Linked DNA regions of Triticum aestivum: region 2 is linked to region 1. Evidence: chromatin contacts called from public Hi-C data. All regions are on one chromosome and are shown on one strand. Each heading gives the region's core, a stretch centred on a gene start, on an enhancer-like site or on the middle of the called end of the contact. The rest is flanking DNA. Distances are from core to core; before and after follow the strand shown. Region 1 holds the start of LOC123137347 (ribosomal RNA small subunit methyltransferase nep-1). Region 2 has its middle 28 kb from the start of LOC123134194.

Region 1 (5,220 bases), core at 1,974-4,473:
TGAAATGTGCAACTGCAATAGATGTGTTTTTTTTATTTCAACAATGTGCAATTGAAATAGGGGTGAGGTTTGTGCAACAAGCCAGGAGTGACATGTAGTTTTCTGAATTATGAAATAACAACCATAGAAAATAAAATATAATGTATCATTGTGAAACTGATTATTTGAAAATATGAAATAATTTTATTTCCAAAGAGTGAAATAGTTCATTTGAGAAATGCGCAAATAAAATAGATGTTTTTTGTAAAACAAGCTAGTCATTCTGAGTTGTGAAATAGTAATCACAAGTGAAATTATAATATATCATTGTGAAACTGATTATTTTGGAAATGTGGAATAATTTATTTCAAAAGAGTGAAACGGGTTATTTGAGCAATGTCCGATTGAAAAATATATTATTTTTGTGAAACAAGCCTGTAGAAAGAGAAATGTAGGCTCTAAATTTTGAAGTAGCCACATAAATTGAAGTTGTAATCTGGCATTGTGAAACTGATTATTTGAAAATGTGAAATAATTTATTTCAAAAAAGTGAAATAGGTTATTTCAGGAATGTGCGATTGAAATAGTTGTTATTTTTGTGAAATAAGCCAGTGGAAAGTGAAATATAGGTTTAGAATTGTGAAATAGCACCTACAAAAAATTAAATTGTAATTTATCAATGCGAAATTGATTATTTCAAAATGTGAAATGTATGTTCGAATTTAAATGTGGTTGAACAATATTCAAGATTGGTCTCATTTTAAAGATTTTGGCGCAAGGAGTTCAAATATGAAAAAAGTTTATAAAATGAATATATGGTTTAAAATATATGGGAGAAGCGAGCGAGAGAGTGAGTCTGCCATATTATTGTTGTCATGCATGTAAAGTACAGTTGTGAGCCTGATACGGAAATACCTATATTTCATAAACAAGAAAAAACTTTCTTATACAACACATGGGTAATTATACGGTTCGAGGTGTGAGTAGCCGATTGACTAGGCAGGTGCTCGTAGGTAGCTCAATTTTCCACTTTCCAGCAGTCTTGCATGTGACTTCCATTGGATCTCTAATATTGATCACTAATGTGGGTTTTCGTGCTAAATAATACTCCCTTCCTCCTAAAAATTTTGTCCTTACTTAGACAAATCTAAAATAAGAATTTTGAGACGAAGGAAATATTACTACTCTGTGTCTCAATTGGGACCTCGGGTGTTCATACTTCAACCATGGCGTACCCATGCTATTATTACGGCCCCATGAGCCAATATGGCTGGCTGAAATCTCAATGAAGCTATCCAGCAATGGCAGCCTTTCAGAAAAAAAAATTCCAACAATGACAAGGTCGACCTGATCGATGCTGATCCTAATAATGGAGTCGGCGCAGGAAGATCCGCCATGAGCATACCATATCAATCAATTTGTAGCGTGTCGCGATGGAGAACCTGGCTTCGGCCACGGGCATAGTGTAACCTTGTTGCGGCGCGAACATTTGCGTGGGAATCAGCATTATCCCCTAAAAACTAGCCAAAGCCAACCCGTTGGTGACAGCAAATCCCCCGGGCACATGGGGAAAGCTCCGGTTTGGATATATCATACATGTGCTCAGAGCGCGGCTCCGGCAAATTAGGTTGCTTGATGGATCGCGTTTTCGGTTCACTGCTACGTAGTAGTATTTAAATCGTGCGATCAAGGATCATGTTCTTTTCTTTTTCCGGAATCACAGATACATGCATGTTTCCGCATGATACATGTTAAATCATGTAGCCAGTTAGCATGACGTAGAGCTAACTAGCTAAAAGCATCCACGACCGATTTGGCAAACTCTATCCCTCAAACGCCCGCGGGCGCGTCCGTGGACAGTGACCGGTTACTCCTCAAAAAAAGCATTTTATATCCGGATATCTACCCCGCAAAAAAAAAAATATCCGGATATCTCAAATTAGAAACCACAAATTCATATTATTACATGCAACGTAACGATCTTTAATCGGAGCTTGTCCGGTCACCGTGGCCATGTCCGGCGACTGGCTGCGCTCCCCAAAATGCTGGTCCGGTCGCCGGCAAAGTAGAGTAGGGCATGGGACACGAGCCGACTCACATGACTCAATGCGCCGCCGTCTCCCATGCCATACTCTTCCTCGTCGCAGCCTGGAACCCGTTGGGTGCCGGTGGGCGTCAGATCGATGACAGATCCGTCCGGGGACGAGCCATCGACGTCCACCACGATGTGGTTGCGGCACCCGGACTGATGCGTCATATGGGCGTCGGAGAATGCGACTCCGCCTCGCCGACGTCTGCCGCCGCCTCCTACGCCCGGTGCCTTGTACGGCGGGCACGTCGTGCCATGGCCTCGTGGGACGATGGTGCGTCACGAATATCAGCGCGCCACCGGAGGAGTTGCGCGTCCGACAGCGCGTTCAGACGCCAGACGGACCGCACAACCTCCGACGAGGCAGCTACGGCTGCCCTAGTGCTATTTGGGCGGACGCAATGGATTCCTGACGGATGGAGTCCGAGCGCAGCTGTGCACGGGCCTCATCCCCGGGCGCGGTGGAGTGCAAGTTGTACGTCCATCTCCTCCTCGGGGCCGCGTGGGATGAGCTCGGAGTCGACGGATCTGAAGGTGAAGGATTCGGATCCACCGTCCGCCATGCTGGAGACGACCGGAAGGAGTAGGAGACTAGTTTGGGTGCCGGATGAAAGTGAAGGGGAGGAGAGTGAAGTGGCTGGGGTTTGGTCCGGTGAGTGGATGGAAAGGATTTATGTGGGTCGGGTGGGCCAGCGTGGCCCAGGTCCGACGTGATAGGCATGCCAAGACGCTCCATACTTGTTCCATTTTTGGGTTGGATATGAAGGGTGCTGGTCAGACCAGGCGTTTGAGGGCGGGTTTGAGGAGGCCGTCTGGGTCAAAAAATCATGGACAGTGACCGCGCAACCGGTCCGGACGTACAAGGCGGGTTCGTGGCGCTCGGCCGTGGATGCTCTAAGGTGCCGTTTTGTTTCGTAGCTAACCTAGCAGTGGACCGTTCGGCTGAGTGAAAAATTAACGATCGATGAATTCAGAAATCGGGGATCAGACAATTTGTCCCGCTTGAGACAATCGGGGATCGTGCAGCTTTGAGCGGAGCCCGTGAGATGCCGCAACCGCCCCCCACCTGCACCCCCGCGAGCGTCGGCGCCGTCCGTTCCGGTGCCATATGGTCAGCGCTTCGGATTTAGGCCGGGCGTGGTTGACAGACTTCTTTCCTTTTGGGCTGGTTGTGGTTGATGGGCATCTATTTGTTGTTGTGCGGTTCGTTTGCTTGCCTTTTGAGCCCACACAATAAGAAGAACCCCACCCCCTCAAAAAAAGAAGGGGACAAAGGAGAAGAACCCTAGGCGGCTCTCTGTGACTCAAACCCCCGCAGCCCGGCGCCGGCGCGAAGCGAAGCGAAGCGAGAAGAAGACATGGGGCGGCCGTACGCAGTCAAGGGGAAGAAGAAGCGGAAGCTGGAAGGCGGCGAAGCCTCGCGCGCCCCTCCGGCCGACGCCGAGGCGGTGGAGCAAGAGGTGAAGGAAAATGAGGAGGTGATGGAGGGGGAGGCGGCGGCAGAGGCTTTTGCCGAGGAGGTGGGGGAGGGGATCCCCATCGTGCCCCAGCCTGTCGACAGTAAGCGGCGGCCGGGCGCTATCTTCGTACTTGAGAGGGCCTGCCTCGAGGTCGGCAAAGTCGGCAAGGTATGCTGCTAGTACACTAGTATGGACTCTCGACCAATAAACCAGTGGTTTATTTCTGATGCGACCGATTATTTCTCGTTTGGTGGTCGAATTCAGACTTGGAGAAATTTGTTCGAGTAGCTGCTTTATTCATGTGGTAGTTTACTTTAACTTACGAGCACGGGAAAAGGTTGAACAAAAGCTGCACTGTCCTGAAATTGTTTGAATCCAGAAGCATCCCTGCCATAACAGTATAAGAGTGGGCTCCCAAAAAGATGCTAATGTCTTAAGCAGCAGCATACTTGCAGAATGCCACAGTTGAATTAGTGAACACAATAAATTTAATAGTGAGCCTTGAACATGTTTTGTCCTGATTTATTTGCAAGGTTTGAGTGAACACTAGGCGTAAATCTGTAATTATTTTCTTCTCTTCCCTTTTGGAGGATAGGTTATTGTGTGCATGCATGTCGTGGGCTGTGCATGAGTAGGTAGCAATGGTCAAATATTAGTGGCTGCTAGCATGTAAAGAGCAAGTGTTAGCTAATTACACCAGAGTAGTTACGTTCCTTCTACAATATCTGGTGATTAAAGAGATCAACGCCTCGTACTGAACAAAAATCCCTTATTTTATGTCACTTTTAGTGATTCTTTTAACTGTTTCTATAGGGTATGCAAATCTTGAATTCGGATGATCACGCAAATTATTTGAGGAAGCAGAATCGCAATCCAGCTGATTATAGGCCTGATATCATTCACCAGGTATTCTAAATTTCCGTCATTATTATTTTCTTTCTGATGCTGTAATATGAATAGAAAGCTGTCTTATTTATTACTACCTCCGACCCGTAAAAATGTCGCAGTTTTGAACTAAACCCAGTTCAAAACTGTGACACTTATTTTGGATCTGAGGGAGTATTATCCATCCAGAAGTTCCTGTTGTAAGTCAAAGGGAAGTAAATTTAATTTGGTTGTCAACGCGGCCTAATGCCATAGCATTTGTTTCCTCTCTTTTGGTTGTCCAACCCTGTTTGGGTCTCTGAATAGCTACAAAGTATGACTGTTCTGAATTTCTGCCAAAAATATTTTGCAGGCACTGCTTGCAATATTTGATAGCCCTCTAACTAAGGCTGGGAGGTTACAAGCTGTTTATGTTAGGACTGAAAAGGGAGTGTTGTTTGAAATCAAGCCTCATGTTCGCATGCCACGGACGTTCAAACGTTTCTGTGGCTTGATGTGTAAGTTGCAAATACTAGAACTAGTGCATGTTCTTCACCTTTTATGTCATATATTTCATGAACCATGCTGACCTGCAAGTTATACAACATCACAGCACAGTTATTGCAAAAGCTGAGCATCACTGCAGTTGGGAGGCGTGAGAAGCTCCTTAATGTTATTAAAAATCCTGTTACCCAGTATCTACCTGTTGGCATACGGAAGATTGGTGAGAAAATTATGTATTTACTAAAACTTTATCTGGATCAGATAAGGATGCTAATTGATGTATTTTTTTGGTCATTAGGCCTTTCATATAGTGCGGAGAAGGCA
Region 2 (5,220 bases), core at 1,864-4,363, 230 kb before region 1:
TTGCGTGAGCATAGGAAAATTTTGAAATTGCATGCTACATTCCCCAACACGGAGACCCAGTCAGACGGCTATCTCCTCCTCGTTTGTGCAAGGGCGAGGTCCCAGTTGACTGACCAGGAGTTGCCGGACTCGGATCCATTGTCCGCCATGCCGAAGTGAAAGATCATCGAGGAAGAGCTGCCCGAAGAGGACTGAAAGTGGAGTGGTGTGGCAAAAATGGCTAGGGCTTGACCCGGGGTGCAGATATGGACGGGATATATGTGGGGTTGGGTTGGACAGGTCTGATGTGCTGGACACGCTTGGGCATGTTCGGGGCACAAAATCCTTGCCACTTGAGCTAGGTTTGAGGGGCGTTGGACAACCAAGACATTTGGGCTCACTTTGTAGGGATAGGTTGGATCGAGCTTTTTGATCCGGGTGGTGTTTAGGTTGTCGGCCCGGCCACTAAAGGAAGGTTTAAGATGTCATGTTATAGCTGCTCTTTACCTAAACGAGACACACACCCCCAAAACAAAAAAAGGGCAGCCCATGTAGACTGCAGTTTTTTAGTGTTCGGAAACTTAGAATATCCCCTGTTTTTTACTTTATTTTTTCCTTCTAGATTTTACTTTGTTTTTTCTTTTATTTTCTTTTATGTTTTTTTTTGAAAAATCATGATATTTTTCCAATTCATGAACTTCTTAGATGTGCAAACATATTTTAAAATTTATAAATATTTTAAAAATCCATAATCATTTTTCAAATCATGAATAATTTATAAATTCACGAACATATTTTAAATTCTTAAACTTCTTGAGAACCCTTTCCAATTCCGTAGTTTTCTTAAAAACATTATGTATATTTCTAGAATTCATAATTAAAAATTTATATATTTTTTAAGTTCTTGAAGTTTTCTTTTTTGCGTTGTTGAATGTATGACTTATTTTTGTCTATAAAATATCAGATTTGGTCTTTTCCCGCGAACTAGTAGCGAGCTGCTATGTGCTGCGGGACCTATGTCTCGCTTTTAGCGAGACCCAATACGTCTCGCCGACTAGGGGCTGTTATTGGGCCGGCCCGATATTATAGTTGCACGTGAGTTTTTTTCCCTTCTGTGGGGTTTTATCGTTTCCCCGCACTATTTTGCATTGTTTTTTTACAGTTTTCTTTGGCTTCGCCATTCTCTTTTCTTTTTTATTTGGTTTTCTTCGTTTCTTTCCTCAGTTTTGTTAATTTTTTTATTTCCATTTTTTTATTTTCCTTTTATCACAACAAGTCTTGTTTTTTGTATACATCAAGAACAATTTGTATGCACAATTAACATATTTTCAAATATATATTTTGATGTCCACTTTTATACATAAAAGTTGTTTATTTTTTGTATACATATTAAACATTTTTATATAAGTTTAGCATATTTCAAACCATGAATTTTATTTTCAAAAACATGTTTGGAACAGTTTTTTTTCAAGTCGAAGTAGAAACATATTTTTGTACAATATGAAACATCTATTTTAATCTATAAGAACATTTTCACCTTGTATAAACATTTTAAAAATGCCATAAACATTTGTTTGAAACATGTGAACATTTTTCTAAAATATAACATACATTTTTCTGAATGTTGTGAAAGACTTTCTTGAATTATACAAACAATTTTTTACATTGTGTTACATATTTTTTTAACTGTCACATACATTTATTTGAAATGTTTGGACATTTTTAAATGCCACATAAATATTTTTTACACTGCATGAACATATACTAAATGTGTGACAAACACTTCTAACAAAATTATTTTCCCATATTATATTTATTTAGTATTTTTAAAATATAATAATGCAAAAAAAAGTACGCGCGTGACATCAACATGGTGTGAACAAACCTGTAGTCGCATGGTTAGGTGGACAGTTTTATCTCCGGCCCACCAGAGTTCAAGCCCTAGAGTTCACACTTATGCTCACATTTTCTGGATTTATTCTAGACCTTCCGGCAATGTGCATTCAGTGGGAAGAGACATTCCTGTCATCTACGATGATGTCTGTGGCGACTTTTGTCAACCTCAATATGATGTGTCGGCTCAGTTTTTCGGAGATGCTCGTACGGATAAGGTGTGTGTGTGTGTGTGTGTGTTCATAGGATGAGTATGCGTGCATATGTATGAGTCTGCGTCTGTACTATGTTTAAAACAAAGACCACATGGTATTGAGTTGGTCCAGACGACACTCTCTTCCGCCTCCCATAGTAAAGCGAACCAAAGGTTACCCCCTTGTGGGGTCCCTCTAAGGGTCACTTTGAGCGCCCATACGTCCAGCCCGCCACCACATGTTGTGTGCTGGACGCTTCCTTTGGATTTCTTTTTTACGTGCTTTATGGCTTTAGATTTTTTTTTCTGGGAATTTTTATATTCCGCCTAGTTTCCACTTTGTTCTGACGGGATCATTTTTGCAGGAAAATATATATTCTTTGCTTCCATGAGAAGAACAGAAATTTTTGTGCTTTCTTGGGAAGCATAGATTTGCTTCCGCGAGAAGCACCGGAAAAATAAACTTTGCTTCCACGAGAAGGAAAAAGCGCAACTTGTGTTTCTAAAAAAAATGTGATGCTGCACCGTGCTTCCAAGCTCCCCTTTTTCTGTATTCTTTTTATTTACGTGAACCGTTCCTTTGTTTTTTGTTCTTTCTTTCGGTATTCCTTTTTGTTGTTGATTCTTTTATGAAAAAGGTTCGTCAAAACTTATTAAGATGTGATCCAGTTTTGAATATCTCGATGCGAGAAATCTAACAATGAAAACGGTTCTGGACACATGGTTCAAGATATAAAAAGCTTTGATAAAAAAAACCTATGAAGAAAAGGAAAACTTTCGGATGGGGAACAAGTAACACATATGAAGTGCGCCATTTGTCAAATCATAGAAGATGAAAGAGTGCCCTTTGCAACGGGTACATATTAACTTGTGATTTCGTAAACGCTGATGGGTCATGGTGTACCTAGTGATGCGGGCGAGTGCTACCACCAATTCGGGCAGAGACGTGTCAAATTGTATAGGAGGTCTCACTGCTTGGTATATGCCGATCCGAGGGGTTCTATATGTCGGTTGCTGCGGCAGCGGGCTCTCCTTCGCACAGGGTGCCTCCTTGACTGGGTCGGCCCATTTGCAGATTGCACAATAAAAAATCCCAAAAAACAAGAGTGCGTGAGAGGATCAAACACGGGACCTCCTAGTCAGCGCCTTTGGCGCCGCTTAGGGAAATCAGCGCTCAAGCATGGTGCGCGTATGGGCCGGCCCAAAGAAAGGCTACCGTTCCCTTGCCTCGCTATGCTCAGGAGGATCAGTGGCTTTTCTCTAAAAGAACGAGGATATAAGACTTCCTTTTCCTGTTCGCACAGTGACATGGCCGTTGGTTTTATATATAGTTTAATTTAAAGAATTGGTGCACTCAAAAAATAAAACAAACCACAAAGTCAAAAAAAAGTATAATTTTTAAAAATCGATTTTGATTTTTGTTCGTAAATTTGCAAAAAAGTTCATCAGAATTTTTTAAAAAATTATAAAATTTTGAAAAAGCTCATCCAATTTGAAAAGAAAACCACAGATTTTGAAAAAGTTCATCAATTTGAGAAACAAGTTCATTGGATTTGAAAAACAGTCATGGATTTTTGAAAAGTAGTTCACAAATTCAAAAAGGTTCATGGATGTGAGAAAAGTTCATCGATTTTGATAAAGAAAATCACAAATTTGGAAAAAATGAAAAAGAATAAACATAAATAAAAGAAAAGAAAAGAGGAAAACAGAAAAGAATAAAAGGATGTAACTAATCACATTCGGGTGGTTGCCTGGTTGCGTACCTTAAGCAGGCGTCGTATCAAGTGCATCCGGGGTGGGTCGTGCATCCCTGTATCCATCGCCTCCTCAGCCGGCCGATCACCATCTCACGCACTGGATCAAAAGCAATAGAAAACTGCAAAAACACGCCCGCACCAGCTCTAGGTTATGTGTGCTAATTTGCTAATAACCCCTTGGGGGAATCAGCTCTCCTAATCCCCTGCTCCCCGTCTCCCTAGACCGCAACATGCAGCGCAACGACAACCACGGCCTTGATGGCATGCATCTACAAGGACACTTGCCACGACGGAATTCATCTGCCGAGATGATCTCCACAACGGATCGCCCCAACAGAATGTATCCCTGAACTCCCCTGAGCATGGTGGACACATCCTCGACACGTGATACGCTGCAGCCGATCATCACGGCGGCTCCTGTTATAATGGGTGTTTTTTTTAGAATCTGTTGTTATGGATGTTGAACATGTATCAACAGTGATGTATGGATCTTGCGTGCCCCTGTTTCTCCATAATTCAACTGGTGACCCAGAGTATGCCTCCCCATCTAGCCATCAGGACGCACATCTGACTTGCCTAAAAATGCTACCGTAGCAGAATACGAACTGAACTGCAGTACGGTGCATGGAGCTGAGCAGGCGCTAGTTGGAGAGGTCGTGGGTTTCGAATTATATACATCTTGCGGTCACTTTTTTTGTTTTAGAAAACAGAAATTTTGTTTTGAAAAACAGAAAAAAAAAGTAGGATGGGTCGTCCCAGGAGACCTGCTACTTGTCGGCTCACGTGGCTGGCTAGTTGAGCTAAGGAAGTTTCAGCGACTAATATGCAGCAGGGAACGTTAAGAACTGCTAGTACTCACAGCTTTGAGATATATTTTTTTAACTTCAAAGCACATTTGTTTGGAACAAAACAGAATACATTTTGAAACATGAACCTTCGTTAAAATTGTGAATATTTTTTAAAGAAAACTCAGACAGTTTTTGAAAAATACGAATATGCATATGTATGGGCGTCTGCGTCTGCATTGTGTTTAAGAAAAAGAAATAATTTTATATATTCAGTATAAAAGAAAATGAAATTTATCACGTGTTGCAATTTTATTTTGACGATTTTCTAATAAAAGTGTATGACTGCTGGGTGCTGGTCTGCTCGTTCGGATCCATGTCCTACTGCTGGGTGCTCGTCTGCCAATTAATGGGTGCACCTCTGTTGGGTGTCCGATTATGACTATTCCTCCAACTAGGGGTCCTTCACTTGTCCGCTTTCATATCTGCCCCCATCATGGGGAATGCTCATCCCGTCTCGTTGTCTACCGTTGTCCCGCTTGGATGAGGCATTCTTGCAAGCATTAACTAGGCAGGCACTGACGGACAAGCGTTCCATAGCTGCCATCCGCGA

The links. Hi-C and Micro-C count contacts between places; a contact is called where the count stands out from the background.
Region 2: a contact with region 1 is called in a Hi-C map of root, with 8 times the contacts expected there. The contact joins the enhancer-like site here to the promoter of LOC123137347 in region 1. A contact is called at or near these places in 3 of 5 Hi-C or Micro-C datasets (leaf and root) and 1 of 1 datasets of contacts at active chromatin or transcription factors (leaf).

Annotation. Positions count from the first base shown.
Region 1 is chr6B:430,704,967-430,710,186 of IWGSC CS RefSeq v2.1, reverse strand. LOC123137347 (ribosomal RNA small subunit methyltransferase nep-1) reads left to right here and starts at 3,223. Exons shown (of 7, transcript XM_044557061.1): 1 at 3,223-3,696; 2 at 4,342-4,434; 3 at 4,766-4,910; 4 at 5,006-5,116; 5 at 5,195-5,220. The coding sequence starts at 3,427.
Region 2 is chr6B:430,936,419-430,941,638 of IWGSC CS RefSeq v2.1, reverse strand. No RefSeq gene overlaps it. Among protein-coding and RNA genes, the nearest start is that of LOC123134194, 28 kb to the right of the region's middle. Within about 2 kb of position 3,113, at least 3 of the 8 cell types and tissues checked have an H3K27ac peak or open chromatin away from gene starts, as enhancers often do. A contact at or near this core is called in leaf and root, where this site is marked.